3 separate regions of the Mus musculus genome follow, and regions 2 and 3 are each linked to region 1. A link is a contact called in public HiChIP or PLAC-seq and promoter capture Hi-C data. All regions are on one chromosome and are shown on one strand. Each heading gives the region's core, a stretch centred on a gene start, on an enhancer-like site or on the middle of the called end of the contact. The rest is flanking DNA. Distances are from core to core; before and after follow the strand shown.

Region 1 (3,864 bases), core at 798-3,297:
ATTAGATCCCATTACAGATGGTTGTGAGCCACCATGTGGTGGCTGGGAATTGAACTCAGGACCCCTGAAAGAGCAGTTAGTACCCTTAACCACTGAACCATCTCTCCAGCCCCCTAAAAAACCCTTAAAGTAAATTCAATGGTCTCTCTAAGACCATGGTTGAGAGGAAGTTCTTATTATAGATACAAGAGAGGGTACAATCAATTGGAAGAATCCAGAGCAAGGAGAGAAAGTAGAATTTACAGGAGCAGCAGACTGGACCAGGGCATGAAAGGAGAAAGGGGGGTGGGGAGAGTGAAAGAGGGAAGGAAAAGAGAGACAAGAGAGAGGGGACCAAGAGATCACATAGGGGGCTGGAGAGATGGCTCAGTGGTTAAGAGCACCGAACGCTCTTCCGAAGGTCCTGAGTTCAAATCCCAGAAACCACATGGTGGCTCACAACCATCTGTAAGGAGATCTGACGCCCTCTTCTGCAGTGTCTGAAGACAGCTACAGTGTACTTACATAGAGAGAGAGAGAGAGAGAGAGAGAGAGAGAGAGAGAGAGAACATGGTCGGAATGCACTGGGGAGGGGAAGCCTGTGAGCTGGAGACGTTTAGGGTAGGGGCAGGGTGAGAAGAGCTAAGAGGAGCTGGGCTGCCATCATGGGCCCTGTAGTAGATATTTGAGATGCTGAGAGCCTGGAGGCTGGCCAGCATGTGCACTTTGGTCATTTCAGACTTTTTGTTGATGATAAAGGGCAATGGAATCTCTCTGTAACTGCTTCTTGGCTGAAATTAGGGTGTCATTGTCAGAGCCAGGAAGGCTGAGATGCTAGTAAGGCCAGGGGTGGAGAGAAGATTCACACCAGCAGATCGTTATTTACATGTATATGTGTAGGAAGGGAGGTGGAGAAAATGAGTCAATTGCAGACACGGTGGTATTTGTTTGGATGTGAGGCATGAGGAGATGAAGGATCTGAAGAGGACAAGTCGAAACCAGGCTTGGACCTTGAGAGTGATGATGTCATTAAGTGGAGACACAATAGTCCGGGCGGTGGTGGCACACGCCTTTAATCCCAGCACTTGGGAGGCAGAGGCAGAGGCAGGCAGATTTCTGAGTCAGAAGCCAGCCTGGTCTACAGAGTGAGTTCCAGGACAGCCAGGCCTATACAGAGAAACCCTGTCTCTAAATAAATAAATAAATAAATAAATAAATAAAAGTGGAGACACAGCTTTGCTTGAGTGATCCTTTGTAGAAGTGAAGTGTGGTAAGTTAGAAATGATTATTTTTATAAAATTTATTTATTTATTGGTTTTGTGTGTGTGAAAGGACAATCTGCAGTACCATTCTACCTTGTGGGTCAGTCCTGGGGCTTGAACTCAGGCCTCTAGGCTTAGCAGCAAGTACTTTTCCTCACTGCTAAACCAACATGCTGGCCCAAGGGATTATTTTCTTGAAGCATCTGTGGATGCTCCTTTCCTGCTACTCAGCTGGACAGTTAGATCAGGTCTGGCGATTGTTTCTTAGTATACAGGCAAGGAATACTCTTGTAATGAGAACGGCTCTGTTTTTATAGTGCTCGGTCATTAGCACCCCAAACTGAGGTAGTTATTACTTCCCCAGCAGTAAAAGCTTGATTATAGCCCCTGTCTGCTTATTGTGTGAAGGCTTTTGGCTCCTGAAACTTCCACAGGCAATATGGTATTAATGGTGATTAATCATCATGTAACTCAATACAAAGACAAGAATATTTACTGTGACTTCCTGGGAGTACTGGTACAGTTTTTTAGGGGCCCTCGGGGGCAAGAGACGTGGACCGTTCTCCGGGTGGCCCTGGGGCCTTCCCAAGCCTGAGCTCGCCAGCAGTGAGCAGCGACTATCGCTCTGGGCCAACCCTCCCTCTTACCTGGAGCAAAGGACCCTGCGTCCTTTCCCCTTCAGGGACTGCTCCCCCTCCTAGAGCGGGCGGGGGGCGGGGCTGGCGCTCGGCTCCGCCCTCCGCCCCACCCGCGCGGCCGACTAGGTTCGTGGCCTTGCTTGTGCGACTGCGCGAGCCCTGGACTCGAAGCAGCCATGATGGTGGGTGTTCACGGCGGCGCCGAACTCGGGGCGCGCGGTGGGGGCGGCGGGCGCGGGGACGGCGCGGGCTGGGCGCTAATGTCTCTCTTTGTGTCTCCCCCTTTCCCTGCCTCCCCTTCGGTGTGCTGGGCCCGCCGACCCCACAGGAAGGCCTGGATGACGGCCCCGACTTCCTCTCGGAGGAAGACCGCGGAGTAAGTTGTGTCTTCTGTGGTCTCGACCCTCGGTCCCTCCCCCGCCGTGGCCCGAGAAGGGGTCCAGGCTGCGCTGCCGCCCTGGGTCGCCCTCCCGACCTCCGCGACGCGCGCCCCGCCCTTCTGCAGCCCTTCGTCCCTGGGGTCGGGCGCTTCTCGGTTCCGCTGGTCCCGTGGCCGCTTTCTCGCCCTAGGTGGGCGATCCAACCCTGTGCTGAGCTTGCTTTTCCCAGGCCCCGCTGCAGGTGGGGTGGCCGGGTTGGAACGCCCCCATCCTTGACTCTCTGGGCCACGAAACCCATTTTCAGACCTTCCCGGTGGTACCGTCAAAATCTTTCTGTGGCTTTCTGGAACCTCGTTTCTCCTTTCTCTGCTGAATGGTATGGATTTGGTCTAAATTTACTCTTTTGTAATGATTTTTTTGCAATCAGCAAATCTCAGTTTTGCCCTAAAAGATTTTTAAAGAACGGGTCGCTTTCAGTATCTTTACTTTTTCTAGTATATTCCTCAATCCCCATCCTTTTCAGGATTCTCTCGATATTGTCTCCCATCTCTAGCTCATGTTAAGGTATGACTTACAAAATAATAATTTATATAAAGATGTACAGCGTGATATTTTGATGCGTGTAGAGGTTGTGAAATAATTACCATTGTCAAGTTAATGAACACAGACCTCACTCGGGACCTTACTCAGGTACCTTCATTTTCTTTTTTGAGGAGAGCACTTGGTCTGCTCTCAGCAGAGTTTCAAGTATCCATTATTATTAGTCACTCCACTGTACATTAAGTATCCAGAACTTAAAACTGAAAGTTTGTATCCTTTGACCACTCTCCCCCCTCCCCGCTTCCTGCCCCTTGTTCAAAGGTCTCATTTCTCGCTCCCACTGCATCCCCCCAGCAGCACTCCATTTGTCTTAGTGAAAGATAGCATTGCATGTAGAGCCTTGTACAGGTGCACTGTTACTAATGTATGACTGCCACTAAGCAAAGTTTCATTGTCACCATTTTATCACTCAGCAGCTCACACTTGTCCAGAAACTTGGTTTGAAACAAGTTTCCTTGTACAAAGCAATTTTTTTCCTGCCTCCCAAGTGTGGATGTGGTGCATGCCTCCTAGCCTAGTTTTCCTTTTGTTTTCTATTTTGCGGCTACTTATCCATCCTAGAAAATGTGAGAGATGCAGGTGTTAGTGGATTCAGGATAGATGGTAACCGTGCAGGATATTGTTGTTGGTAAGAGATTCTTTGTCTGTGTGGTGGGTAGGTGCAACTGTGTACAAACAAGTTCTGTAGAGGTCAGACAGTGTCAGACCCCAGAGGCTGGTGTCACAGGTGGTTTTGAGAGCAATCTGTGTGGATGCTGGGAGCTGAATTCAGGTCTGTAAGAGCAGTGTGCCCTAACTCCTGAAGTCATCTCAGCAGCCCCTGAAGCAGTTTTAAAGAGTTAGTGTCACAGAGGGGCACATACTACTGCTGATCTGTTTCCTTCCTCCAGATAGTCCCGTCTGTTCTGCTTTTCTGTCATATGTGTTCCATTGCAGAGAACAACTTCGCAGACCCAGCTCTCTCCTACTTGTATGTGGGTTCTGGGATTGAACTCCGGTTGTTAG
Region 2 (3,864 bases), core at 534-3,033, 590 kb before region 1:
TCCTAAACAGGTCCACTTCCCCATATCCCAATAATCTTTTTTTCCCCACTACCTCTGGTGGGTGGTGGGCTAGAAGGGAGGTTAAAGCATTTAAGAACCATCAGTAAAAGTAGCCATTGAAAACACTAAAGCTACAGCAGTGCTCCTCGATTCCCCTTGTCCATGGTATGCAGTGTGGCTTTCTGACTCTAATGCTGTGTCTATCAACAGAGCAGACACATGTATTGTTATTTCTCTTCTGTGCCATCTCCTTCCTTACCAGTCAATATAATTCCATACCTGGGTTCTCTCAGCAATTACCAACAATGATAAATGCTGTTCTTTGATTTGAAAGGGAATTGTATTGGTTCAATCACATGGGCATTTAACTATAACCGTTCACCGACTCCTTCTTCACAGCCAAGACCTGCAGTTCTGCAGCTCACCCTTGGTTTTTAGCCATAACTTCACTGTAACCATCTTAGACTTGTGATGTTTCTCTTGTTTTTCCAGACTGCCTTAACTGAAGACCCAGTGCTCAGCTGAAGTTTCTGGAAGCCAGAGAGAGATTGCAAATTCCTTGAGAAGTCTCATTAATCTGCCCAGACGCTGGGAGAGCACACCTGGTTTAGTCTTAGCCATTGGTGGTTTGTGGCACACTGCTTTCCCTCAGGCTAACACGGGAAGCTTTCCAGAGCTCCAGAGAACAGTGAACGGTTCTGTAAAAAGCAATCCAGGGAAAAGAGAGACAACGTCGTGGGCTCTGAGCGCAAGGCTCAGAAACAGTGTTTGAATCTGAGCCTAGCCACAGGCTTACCACCCACTGACCACGCCTGTGGTCTCTTCTCTCAAACAGGAGCATCCTGACTCTACTTTAAAGGCAAAGTAGAAATCAAATTAGTTGCTACAACGAAAATAAAACAAGTTATTTCTAGATTTGAACTCAGCTTCTCTGCTTGGAAGGGGTGTGGGCAAACAAGCCTCAGAAAGCTCTAGTCCCAGGAAACTGCGAAGCCAAGAACTGCACAGACCTGAGTGCGCTTGGAGGTACTCAGAAGGGACAGTGGCTACTTCTTACCCATCCTGTCCCATACAGTCCGGCTGCACCCATGAATGGGCAGCGTTGTGGAACTGCAAACATCAATCAGTTATTGTGACTGTCGCAGCTGTGGTGCGTCCTTGCACCTTGGAGTCTTTTAGACTTTCCCTTGTTCATCCCAGACCTTGTTTCCTGTCTGGGGTGTGTGGGTGGGGGACCACCCGGAGGATCGAGAACAGAGAGGAAGTAAGACTCCGAAGCCTTCCCTTCAGCCTGGAGACACTTCCTCTTCTTTGAGGTTTCCGAATTGGCTTCCTCTAATTCCTATTTTCTTGCCACAGAAGTGACAGGCTGATGCTCAAAGGACATATCCTCTTGGGGTAATTGGAGACAGGGGGCATGCAAATGAGTGAGGTTTCTGACCATTAAACAAGCATTTTCATTCACTGACTTAGAAGCAAGGCTTTGTTGTTTAGTTTGGTTTTGTCTTTCCCCCTCCCACTTTAGTTTGGTTTCTTTTGAGACAGGTTCCTTAGTGCAGGCTGGCCTAGAACTTTCTAGGTCGCCAAGTGCTGGCTTTGAACTTTTCCTGCCTCTACCTCCGGCATGCTGACTTAGGAACTGCGTCTTGAAGATTCAGTTGTTGGCAGGAACGGTTGAGGACACTCTAGCTACTCTGAATTGGCTTTGTTTCACAGTGGGGAAGAAAAACATGTTTGAAAAAACAGCCAGCGACAGAAGATGTAAACATGAGAACACGGCGATGACAGACTCTGGGATTCCGCCTCTCAGCACCCCAGCTACCACAGGACCGTGTACCCGTACAGATGCCCTCTAGAGACATCCAATTCATTTCAGCTCTGGGTGGGCGGGCAGAGGGTTGTTAAATGGAATGATTATGGAAGATAGTATTAAGAAGTTAATTTTATGGAAACAGTCTCTTGTAGCCAAGGCTGGCCAGGGATTTCCTATGGAGATGAGGCTGGCCATGAACTGGTGATTCTCCTGTCTCCACAGATGTGGCAAAATGCCAGGCTCTCAGAGAATAGCATTTCTTGATCAGCATGAGACATCAGACACTATAGACTTAGTTTCTGGCCACTCAGCTCACATACAAAATCCCAAAGATCAGGGGAAATACACTCAAAGGAGAACTAGCCAAAAGAGATAAAAATCAGGAAGACATTTCAAACACCTTCTCCAGAGCAGTTCAGCACTACTAACTGAACCATGTCTATGGACAAGGAACTGGCCTACCTGCTCTGAGAGATACACACTGAGTTCACAGGGTGGGGTCGGGTTGTGGGGGAAAAGAAGGATGAATGAAAGGGAGGCTAACTTGACAGGGCATTTCAGAGTACTGCAGGCCGGGGTGGGGGTGTTGGGAAGGAAGGAAGTTTATATGCAGATGTGTCAGAAACTGTCCCACTAGAGGGCAGGCTTGGGAGGACAAGGACTCTTTAACAGGTGCAGCAGATGACAGAAGCTGGCAGTTGGTGGGGGGGGGGGGGGCTGTGGGGGGGGGCTGTGTGGTGTGAGGTTCAGAAGCAGAGGAAGAAAATAGCTTGCAAAATGCTTGTGTATGCGCGCGCACACACACACACACACACACACACACACTGAGATAAGGGGTTTATGCTCTAGACAGAAGGCAACTTTAAAACTTGTCGGGTTTTTTATTGTTGTTATTTTTGAGACAGCGGCACACAGTTGCCCAAGCTGGCCTCAAGCTTGCTATGTAGACAAGGATGACCTTAAACTCTTGACTCTCCTGCCTCGACTTCCCTAGTGCTGAGATTAGCAGCATACATGACCACATTTGGCTTTTTGTTTGTTTGCTTGCTGGCTTGTTTGGGACAGGGTCTCATATAGACCTTGAACTTCCTGCCCCTCCTCCTCCTTCTGAGTGCTAGGCTTACGCCCGTTCGAGCTATCACAGCTGGCTATATGGGTTTGGGACTTGCATCCAGGGCTCTGTGCGTGCTAGGCTGAGCTACAACCGCAGCCCAGCTCTTTGATGTTTTTTGAGCAGCAGAGTAAGGAGCCTGACTGGGATATGCTTTGGACAGATAAATGAGGTCGTAGGATTTAGGGTGAACTCTAGCTGAGCATGTGAACCAGGAGGCTACTGTTAATTGTTCAAGCGAAGGCTTTAGAGGCCTAAAGTAAAGAAAGCAAAAAAACAACATCTGCCAGATGTTAGCTTCCCACCCACCCTATTATTAGTCACAAGCAGGGTTATTTGTAATAGGCCTGGCCTGGAGACTATCCAAATGCGCATCAATATGGAGTAAGAAGTCAGGGAAAGGGCAGCGGGGTGTTTCTGGAGCAAGTGTGAGACACGGTGTAACAGGAAACATGGAGTCTTGTTTTCCCATTCTTTTCAGCTCTTCTCTTTCTAGTTGATATCTCTCAGCAGTTCTTACCCTGTGGGTGTCCACCCCTTGTGTGTGTGTGTGTCGCATTATCAGATGTCCTGCATATCAGATATTTACATTCAGTACATAACAGCAGCAATATGACAGTTATGAAGTAGCAATGAAATACTTTTGTGGTTGGGGGTGACCACAACATGAGGAACTGTATTAAAGGGTTGCAGCAGCATTAGGAAGGTTGAGAACTATTTGCTCTAGAAAGTTCCATCACATCTTTGCTCCCCCTTAGATAACACAGTCCTATGGGCACTTTAACAAAATCACAGTTCAGAAGTTGGAGTATGAAATTCTGTAACAGAAATTCTAAACAGGTACAGGCAGATGCCTGCCGCAGATCATGGGGGAGCAGAATATTATCTCCAGAACCAATGGAAAAAGGCCTGACAGGCACTTGTAATCCCAGTCACAGGG
Region 3 (3,864 bases), core at 741-3,240, 590 kb after region 1:
AGCAGGGATGGGGCTACAGGATTGACTCCCTTCCTGACCAGCACGCGTTTTGGAACTGAAGTCATCTAGAACCGCATCAGGCCTGAACTTGCTTGAACTGTTGTTCTAGTTGTGACTACACTAGCAGCCACTGTGCTCTGAAATTATGGAAATCCATTTAAATATTAAGTTAATAACTTTATTGGGATATTTCTGAAGTCTACTACAATCTCCAAAGCTGCAAAAGCCCCAAGGTACTACCTTCCACAGCTTCCTACTCCAAGGTGTCCCTGCAGATCATAAGAGGGGTCAGAGTGGCTCCTAGAGAGGGGCTCAGATAACAGTGGGAAGATGGCCTTTCCTCCTGTTTGGAACTCATTTCCATTCTATCCCCAATGAAGATAAATTACTCTCCAGCCTTTGCTTTGTTTGCCTTTACTGGGATGGGACAGGACAGCTGTTCTGCAGAAGTTCTCACTGTCCCCCTCCAGTGGCCGCTGAGGTCTTGCTCTAGATACCCTGGGAGGCTCCTCAGTACTGCTTGCAAAAGGTCCTGTCCTGCTGGCTTCCTGTCTAAAACCCCAGCTGGTGATTGCAGGGCCCAGGTTCAGATGTCAGTGTCTCAGGAGACTGTTTTCCAACCATCTATCATGTGCTGGCATCAGTGTTTCAAGGACATGGGCTCCTGTCACCCCAGTGCTGCTATGGGCTTTTGGACAACAGCTTCTTGAAGTTGAGCCTTTACCCTAAGGAAATACACCTTCTCCTGGACAGACATATGGAAGAGGCCAACTGAGCAAGGCCATTAACAGGGTCCCTGTTCTCCATGGAGCTAGTTAGGTTTCTTCAAAGCTGCTTACACCCTCTCTGGTTGACTGCCACTCCCCAAGGCCCTGTTTGCCCTCACTGACTACAATACAGCCTTCTTCCCAGTCTGTCAGCACTCTCTCCTCCTCTGCCTCTCCTTCACATGAACTGCACCCCCACTTCTCCCCTCAGAGAAGGTGAGCAGAGGGGCTATTGGGAAGAGAATAAAAGCAAAAAGGACTTTATGTCCAAAATTAGTGATGCTTGAAAAATCGGTGCAGTTTTTCATTTGACTTAACTGAAAATCTAAATGTGCAAAGATGTGAACTGACTCTCTGTCTCTCTGTCTCTCTGTGTTTGTCTCTCTTTCCCTCTGTCTTAGATGTCTCTGTTTCTCTCTCTCTCATTTGGAAGGAAAGGGCATCAGAAATCTGTATAGAGACCACCTTACAGTAGATAATTAAGCCTTTTGGGTAGGGCCTAGGGCTCTAGTGCAAGTTGCATGTAGTAGAAGCCAGAGAGACCTGGAACACAGTGTATCTTTTGGGGAGAGTGCGAGTGATTTTGAGAGAGAATTTCAGAACCTTTTAGTAAAAAGCTTGAGTATAAATGGTGCATGAACATCTCCCGCAGGACAAAATACAAAAATTTGCAGGATTTGGCAGTGCTCTCCCTTCCCGGGGCGCCTCCCTATCTCTCTGTCCTCCACTCCCTTCTCAGGGGATACACACCAGCCTGGCACACAGGGTGGGGGGAGGTCAAGGGGAATGTTTGTTAATGAATCAGTCAGTTTTGGTTAAAATTAAATTCACCTCTCTCTCTCACAGGGGTTGGAACAGCCAGACCCGAATCAAACAGAAGAGGAAAGAAGGAAAGACACTAGGTAGAGCTTAAACCTTAATGTTTAAGAAATATAGTCACCAGAGAGGTGACTAGCCCAGAAAGTGGCAATAAACTGTTCATGTGCATCTCAGACGTGAGATCCAGGTTTTCAAGTTTGTTAGGGGATTTAACGCAAATCAATATGCAAATCGAGAGCATTAAAAAAAAAAAATCCAGCCCTTTCTTGGGTCACACACAGGTTAGCTAGAGTGGAGCTCACCCAGATGCTCCGCAGCACCAGTCCAAGAGGAAGAGCCCGGAGGAGGGCAGTCCCGGGGGCGGGACCATGACGTTGGGGTCAAGGCGGTGCTTTCTCTCGTTCCTCCCCCGGCCACGGCCGCCGCGGCGGTGGCTCTGCATCTCCAAAAAGGGCCCTCCGACTTCTCACTGGGCCAGTCCGGCGCTGGGTGGCGGAGCCCTACACTGCTCCCGCCGGTCCCAGAGCCGGGATCCCTTCTCTTCAGAGTTTCGAGCAACTTTCCCCGCCTCTGGAGCTAAAGTGGCTCGGGGACTGTGACCACCGCAGGTGGGAGAGTCCCCGGCCCGGCTCTCCGCATCTTCGCTGTGCGCTCGCGCTGGGAAAGCCCTGGGTGCGTGCACCCTGGGGGTCCCCGGCCTCGGCTCTGTGGGCGAGATGCCTCTGGGACACATCATGAGGCTGGATCTGGAGAAGATCGCCCTGGAGTACATCGTGCCCTGTCTGCACGAGGTCGGCTTCTGCTACCTGGACAACTTCCTAGGCGAGGTGGTGGGCGACTGCGTGCTGGAGCGAGTCAAGCAGCTGCACTACAACGGGGCCCTGCGTGACGGCCAGCTGGCCGGGCCGTGCGCCGGCGTCTCCAAGCGGCACCTGCGAGGCGACCAGATCACGTGGATCGGGGGCAACGAGGAGGGCTGCGAGGCCATCAACTTCCTCCTGTCCCTCATCGACCGGCTGGTCCTGTACTGCGGGAGCCGGCTGGGCAAATACTATGTCAAGGAGCGGTCCAAGGTAGGATGCGTGCGGGTGCCCAGCCGCAGCTGCGCTGCAGGGGACGGGAAGCCTTCATTCGGAGTGTTGTGTCGCCTTCGCTGGGGTGCAGCGAACTTTGGTTTTTAACCAAGAAGTCAGCTTGCCTATCTGCCCTACTTGCGTCCCCTCCACCTCCTGGCCTAACCCCTTAAGCAAAAGTCCACGTTAAGGGGCTCAGGTGTCTCGTGATGATGAGCTTCTGCTGACTCTGAAAGAATTGCCCTGGTTTTGGTGATGACCGCAAGGACAACTGGCTGGTGGAGGGAAAAGATATTGGAAACACTGCGACACGCATGTCCATGATCCGAAGTGCCTCCTTTAAAGCCACCCGGTACTGCCCTTCACAGTAGCCAGAGGCACTCTTAACTCTACTAGAGGCAAGTCTAATTTTTGCCTTGTGTTAGTTGGCTTGTAGAGTTAGGTAGGGTGGGAGGGAAGAGTTCGGTATGACAAGGTTAAGTCCTCCACTTCTGCTGCAGCCTTTGAGCCCTGGGGCTCAGAATTCTCATAGACCCCTCAGCCCAAGTGCTGAGCCCCACGCCATCGCCTTTCTTTTCCTATAAACTCATGGCAAAATCCACTCAAACAACCTGATAAGGTCCATGAAGAGAGTGGTGAGGTACCTCTGGGTAGAAACCTTGTTTTTGTTGTTCTCATAGCCCGTAATGGGGGCAGTGGGTGGTGATGATTTATCTTGAAAATGTTTACAGGTAGATTGGCAGGCCGGTAGACCAATGGGAGGTGGAGGAGCTGGTGCCTGTAACATCACTTTGGGTTAGTCTTGCTCCTGGCCATTTCTTCCTATAAGGATAGTCAAACTCTCTCTCCAGGAGCAATTCAGAGAGAATTGCCCCCGTGTAGCTGCGGGACAAGGGACTCTTAGAGTCATGAAAACTTCATTTGAAGTCCAGCAAGGTAGAGCATGCTAGCAGCAGAGGAATTGTGGGCACTGAACCATGTGCCGCTCTTTAGTAATACTTGTAAAGTTTCTCAGTGTAGGTTCAGCCTTGGGATCAACTACTGTAGTCTTGTTTGTCCCCAAAGCTGGAAAGAGCACCCTTATAAAAAGCAAGTGATCAACTGGAAATGTCTGGAAGTGATGGGTGAAGAGAGTTGGGAGCTGCAGGCTGCTGTCAGGCTAGGAGGAGGTGAAGGGACTGTCTGACGAGTGTCCTTATGAATGG

The links. Promoter capture Hi-C pulls out the DNA fragments that hold promoters and counts their contacts. HiChIP or PLAC-seq counts read pairs in DNA pulled down with a chosen protein or histone mark.
Region 2: a promoter capture Hi-C map of pre-B cells shows a contact between it and region 1, with 7 times the contacts expected there. The contact joins the enhancer-like site here to the promoter of Snx6 in region 1. A contact is called at or near these places in 10 of 39 promoter capture datasets (the HPC-7 cell line, cranial neural crest, frontonasal cranial neural crest and 6 more) and 2 of 115 datasets of contacts at active chromatin or transcription factors (cardiomyocytes and stem cell-derived neural progenitor cells).
Region 3: an H3K4me3 HiChIP or PLAC-seq map of bone marrow-derived macrophages shows a contact between it and region 1, with 4 times the contacts expected there. The contact joins the promoter of Egln3 here to the promoter of Snx6 in region 1. A contact is called at or near these places in 1 of 39 promoter capture datasets (liver) and 2 of 115 datasets of contacts at active chromatin or transcription factors (bone marrow-derived macrophages and pancreatic cancer cells).

The regions. Positions count from the first base shown.
Region 1 is chr12:54,793,845-54,797,708 of GRCm38.p6, reverse strand. Snx6 (sorting nexin 6) reads left to right here and starts at 2,047. Exons shown (of 14, transcript NM_026998.3): 1 at 2,047-2,061; 2 at 2,208-2,255. The coding sequence starts at 2,056.
Region 2 is chr12:55,387,325-55,391,188 of GRCm38.p6, reverse strand. It overlaps a transcript of Psma6 not described here. Among named protein-coding and RNA genes, the nearest start is that of Psma6, 9.6 kb to the left of the region's middle. Within about 2 kb of position 1,783, at least 130 of the 459 cell types and tissues checked have an H3K27ac peak or open chromatin away from gene starts, as enhancers often do. A contact at or near this core is called in the HPC-7 cell line, hematopoietic stem and progenitor cells and pre-B cells, where this site is marked.
Region 3 is chr12:54,202,000-54,205,863 of GRCm38.p6, reverse strand. Egln3 (egl-9 family hypoxia-inducible factor 3) reads left to right here and starts at 1,990. Exons shown (of 5, transcript NM_028133.2): 1 at 1,990-2,659. The coding sequence starts at 2,303.